Linked DNA regions of Mus musculus: region 2 is linked to region 1. The links are chromatin contacts, called in public HiCAR-type maps. All regions are on one chromosome and are shown on one strand. Each heading gives the region's core, a stretch centred on a gene start, on an enhancer-like site or on the middle of the called end of the contact. The rest is flanking DNA. Distances are from core to core; before and after follow the strand shown.

The links. HiCAR-type assays count read pairs that join an accessible place to other places.
Region 2: a contact with region 1 is called in a HiCAR-type map of astrocytes, with 2.8 times the contacts expected there. The contact joins the promoter of Cplane1 here to the promoter of Lifr in region 1. A contact is called at or near these places in 1 of 484 Hi-C or Micro-C datasets (uterus), 1 of 115 datasets of contacts at active chromatin or transcription factors (astrocytes) and 1 of 9 other capture datasets (pancreatic islet).

What each region holds. Positions count from the first base shown.
Region 1 is chr15:7,128,254-7,131,082 of GRCm38.p6, reverse strand. Lifr (LIF receptor alpha) reads right to left here and starts at 1,511. Exons shown (of 20, transcript NM_001358593.1): 1 at 1,257-1,511.
Region 2 is chr15:8,167,775-8,170,474 of GRCm38.p6, reverse strand. Cplane1 (ciliogenesis and planar polarity effector 1) reads right to left here and starts at 1,369. Exons shown (of 53, transcript NM_001162906.1): 1 at 986-1,369; 2 at 81-169.

The sequences.
Region 1 (2,829 bases), core at 262-2,761:
CTCCAAGTCTCCACTCACTGGAGCAGAGCAGCCTGTGATCTCACCTCTCACAAGGCAAACACACCTCAGCTCAACTCTGGCCTGAGAGCAAACAGCAGCTCCGGCCTCCTTGACAATACGCCTCCTATTGAAACTGAGCTTAAGGTTCCTCATGGATGCCTCCAAATGAACACAGTTTCCACCTGGTTGGAAGAAGGAAAGTCAGGGAGAGAAAGAAAAGAGCACAGTCCAGTGTTTTTTAAAAGCACAGGCTATGCTGAGATTTGCTTCCCTCTGCCAGTCTCACCCGAGGAGCCTCTGCTCCTAGTGGAGTATGACTTCAGATCTGTGTCAAGATAATCCTGCAAGGGGAGGGGACGGCATCAGTTGCAATAAACAAATGCTTTAGTTTTTCACTGGGGGCGGTGCTTTAAATATAACGTGGGCACCGCTTTTGAACTCCTGACTAACGTAAAGTCAGGTCAACTCTAAGCAAATATTATTTGCTGGGTTAAATATGCAAGGGAAGGCATTGGATGGCAAAGTTTAAACTGAAAGTTCTGCTGAAAAACCCACTTTAAAGAAACAAAGTAAACGCAAAGAATGCATGTAACTGTCAGTCAGTAACAGCGCACGTGTCCTTTCAGTATCTGACTGCATTAAACACAGCTACAGAAAGGGACCCAAAGATAACCCTAGTGTAAACGAAAGATTCGTGTGTCTTGGCAGCTGAAGTGGGGGCTAGAATCACATAACTCAAGCTCCTGTGTAAGTTCACAACACTTGCTGTGCAGTTTTCTGTGCGTCTGGGTCCACGATCTCAGCTTTGTGCTTTAGACAACACATCCGGAAAGCCATCCATTAGGAAGCCTAACTTTGCTTGCCTACACTTTAACTTGGGAGTTTAATAAGTTTAGCGCCTTCGGACACAAGCACCTAGAACTACAGACAGGTCAGTCAAATGCACCATCAAAACAGAAAGGACGAGGAACTACTTTTCTGAAGCGCTGAGGTTTAGGGGCAGGAAACCATCTGGCAGGTCGCAGCTCCGAATGGGGAATTAAAGGTCCTGCCCATCCCCCTGGTAACCTCTGGCCTTGGAACTCAGTGCCCTTCGCGCCGCACAAGTTTCCCGCGGTGTAGCCCGCGTGGGCGCGGGCTGCAGGGTTGACCCCTCGGCTGGCACGGACGGCGTGAGCCCGAGTGGCGTTGCCCCAGAGCCGGGGACGCGCCCCCCGCACGCGCTCCGGGCTGCCGCGCCGCGCCCCCGCACTCACCAGCCGCTCCCGCGCCGCTATCTTGCCATCCCAGTCGGCCGCCGCCCCGGGGCAGCCCGGACCCTGCAGCACAGGACTGCAGTCCTGAAGGAGCAGTCCGGTGGTAGCAGCCGCCGTCCTGGCGCCCCTGTCCCCTTGCAGGCCGGCTCTAGCGGCCACCGACGACCGGCCGCCGCTGCCTTCTCCCAACCCCGCGAGCCACCGCAGCGCCAGGCGACGATAACGGCCGCGGCCACTGCCGAGACGCTCCGGCGCAGACTGCGCGCCCGGAGGCGGCGCCTGCGAGGAGCTCGGCGGGGGGCGCAGCACCCAGGCCCCGCCCAGGCCCCGCCCCGCGCGCCCCCGCAGCCTTCTCCGCCGTCCCTGCCGCGCGCACGGGGACGCGGGCCCGCGGGCCCGCGAGGCCGCGCGTGAGTCGGAGCCTCTGGGTCGCGCGCGGGCCCGGCGCCCAGGGAGGTGCCTCTGCCGAGACTCCGGTCGCGCGGCCAGCCTTGCAAGGTCACCGAGCGGCGGGCGAGAGCGCAGCGGCCCTGCGGGTGCAAAGCCTCCGGAAAGGCCAGCGGAGCCCAGGCGGCCCTGCGGGAAGCAGCGCGGCTCCCAAACCGCTGTCATTGCACTTTGCAAGCCGTGCGCGGAGGAGGAAACTCGTGTCGCCCCGAAAAGGCACACGGACGCCAATTACTGCGGGTTTTTTTTTTTTTCCTTTCTTTCTTTCTGATTTTGTGCATTACCTAAACTGCCCCCAAGCCGGGGCGCTGCCACTCAGTTCCCCTACTTTCTTGGTGAGGGGACCTCTCAGCTCCTGAGGGCCTGCGGGGGCAACTGAGAACATCCTGGAGCCATCTAGTCGTGCCTCTGAGGCGTGTTGGGCTTATTTGTGCAGAGAAGAAACGGATCCCTTAATGGGGTGAGATTTTTCCTCCGTGCATTGTTCCCATTTCCGCAGTTTCACTTGGCCTCGGTGTTCCTTCCAGAGTAATGCACCAAATGAAATTGGTAGGAGTGTTTTATGGCGCAGAGTCGTGGTTTGAAGATGTTTACGCTCTGTGCCGGACGCGTTTGATGGTGTTCTCTTTAGCACAATTAATTTTGCAAAGTTCAGAAATGTGCCAGACGGAGCCACTGGCACGCAGTCACATGGCTGTGCAGACACACCTTCCATAGGGAGCCGCTTGTTTGTTTTCAGATGTGATTTATCTGGTGCGCCAGGGCCAAGGAGTTTGTGAGGGACCTTTGACTGAAATTCTAGACTTTAGAATCTACAGCAATTTGCAAATCGGCAGGATGAAGCTTATTTTCTAAAATAAATATCCCCCGTTAATAATGTAACTCCAAAATGGGCAACAAGACACCTGAAAATATACTGCATGAAAAAATAAATTCTTAATAACATCTTTCAAAATAAAGTCACTAAGAGTATCCTAGTGACCAACTCCACTAAAGTGCATATTTTGAACATGAAGTGCCTCCTGCTGTCCATGACTGTTTCTGGACTGTGCTGAACCCGCCCCCATTTAAGTTGGACCATATTGCTTTTCCTTTATCCCCATTCTTTCCCACAACTTGAGAGACT
Region 2 (2,700 bases), core at 120-2,619, 1.0 Mb before region 1:
GAGGTGGGGGGGGGACATTTTTTTCAACTCAGGTTCTTCCCAAATGATTCTGGTTTGTGATAAATGGACATGAAACTAACCAACCAGTGTCAGCGAAGAATCAGAAGCTCAGGTGTTCCAAATGAAGGATGATTTAACCACACAAGGCGGCCAAATGAAGCATTTTATTCTGCATCAAAAAACAAAACAAAAATGCTATATTATTCAATGCCAAGTTTCCTAAATTTGATGACTACTCATGTAAAATAGCATTACCAGAAATATGCATTATTCTGAGTATGACAAGTGAATATAAGACTATTTAATATACGCAATCATCTTCAAATCAAAAGCTATTTCTAGGTAGTTTAATAATTCCTAAATACTATACATATGCACATGTAAAGAGAAAAATAAGGTACAGCAAAACATAAGGAACTGGTTAATCTAAAATACATATTTAATTACATTATGCAACTTTAAATGCAAAATTGATAAAAGGCAACAGGAGAAAACCCAGCACGACTGAGTTAATCATCGTTAGATTCTACTGGTGACAGCAACTTGTTAGTTTTGGTTTTGAGGGATTAATTGTATTATGTTTTTTGTCTAATGAGTCCTTCTAGATGTGAAAGACACTTAAAGATTTATGCAAAGGATTTGTTTGGGAAAAGATAGACATATTTTTTTTTTCAAGTAAAGCATAAAAGATAGAAAGACAGCAAACCCACTTCAAGATTTCAGTACGGTGCGCTACAGAATCACGTACAACCTCCCGTCACTTAGAATTCTAACAATCACCTCTCTCCTGGGATGCAGCAAACACCATTTTCTGACGCATACTGCAAAGCCTCTCAAAACACTGATGCTACTGGATAGACCAAGCACTACACAACAGACACTGCAGATGGAAGAACTGATTTTTAAAAAAAATCCGCTCCATGGCGCAAAAATATATGTATGACAGGAGTAATCTGCCCAGTCTACGGGAACCGGGGAAAGGTACCTTTATTTCAAACAAATCGGAGCATACAATTTCAAGAAAATCGCTGACGTCCCGGGCGGGGTTTGTGCTACGGAGGATGCTAGGAACCCGCGTCCATCCCTCACTGCTCTGCCGTCCGCTGGGGTCTCCTCAGAGGTTTCCTCGTGGCTGTGGCCGCAGAGTCCTGCCCGGAGGTCCCCTGTGGAGGTGTGAGGGGCCACGGCGGGGAGGGGACGCCTGCGACCCAAAGAAGGACCTGGGCGGGACGGCGGGCGGCCGCGAGGAAAACGGAAGTCCCCACAGCTAGCCCGGAGACCCTGGGAGGCGGGGGGCACGGGGACCGAGCCCCTGGGGAAGGTCCCAAGGCCGCCACCTCCCACCGAGGACCGCAGAGGCTGCGAAGCCGCTGAGCCCTGGAGGAGGCCGCGCCCGCCACCCCAGAGCCGTGTCCAGGCGACGCGTGGGCGGGGCCGCCCCACTGCGCATGCTCCATGCCGCTCCGTGGGCGGGCACCTGACGGATCCCCGCCCGCCCCGCCTCCTCGGCGTAGCCAGCTTTGCGCCGGGGTTCTGGGAGAGCGCTGCAAGCCTGCCAGAGTGGGTTACCTCCACCGAGTCTGTCCTGCCCTCCTGCTCTCTCCTCAGCTCGGTAGTCCTTTCTCTCTCCATCCATCCCTGGCTTCCCCTCGTGCAAGACTTTTGAGTTTCCGAGCTCTCCGTGGAGCTTGGCATGAGAATGCCTTAAGAACCAACATTTAGATCTGCGCTGTTAAGAGCAGTTGTTGCCTTTGTGGAGGACCCGATTTCAGAGTCCCAGCACCTACGACATAACCCTGAGTAACTCCAGTTCCAGGGCATCTGACACTCTTTTGTGGCTTCTGTGGGCACCAGCTACAAAGGTGGTGCACATACATACACGTAGGCAAAACACTCATAAAATAACAAGTTAAAAAACAACAACAACGGGCTGGTGAGATGGCTCAGCGGTTAAGAGCACCGACTGCTCTTCCAAAGGTCCTGAGTTCAAATCCCTGCAACCACATGGTAGCTCACAACCATCCATAACAAAAATCTGATGCTCTCTTCTGGAGTGTCTGAAGACAACAGTGCACACACATATAATAGATAAATAAACAAACAAACAAACAAAAACCAACAACAACAACAACAAAAACTTGCCGGGCAGTGGTGGCACGCCTTTAATCCCAGCACTTGGGAGGCAGAGGCAGGCGGATTTCTGAGTTCGAGGCCAGCCTGGTCTACAGAGTGAGTTCCAGGACAGCCAGGGCTACACAGAGAAACCCTGTCTCAAAAAACCAAAAAAAAAAAAAAAAAGTCTCTAGCCAAAACTTCAGCTAAAATTAGACAATAAATCGTGTTGGTCATGGAATTCTTCACATGTCATGAAGGATTTATCACAATTGGTTATCGATCAAATTAACTCATAAAAAGAATACTCGTCTTTTACCTGCTCAAACAAGGAGCAAAAGTTCAACCTTAACTCATCTGTGCACTTTGCACAATCCACACAGGTATCTTACAGTACTAAACTGTTGGTTGTAAGATTCACGTATTGCTGAATGTGCAGCTCTGACAAGGTTCATCCGCATGGACGCTGAAATGAGCTGCTGCTCCAGCCCCCTCCCTTCTGATGCTGTCTCCAGAGACTTGCTTCTAGAGCAGCTTCAGGAATAGCCCCAGGTTCCAGACGGATTAGGTTCATCCAGCCTTTCAGAC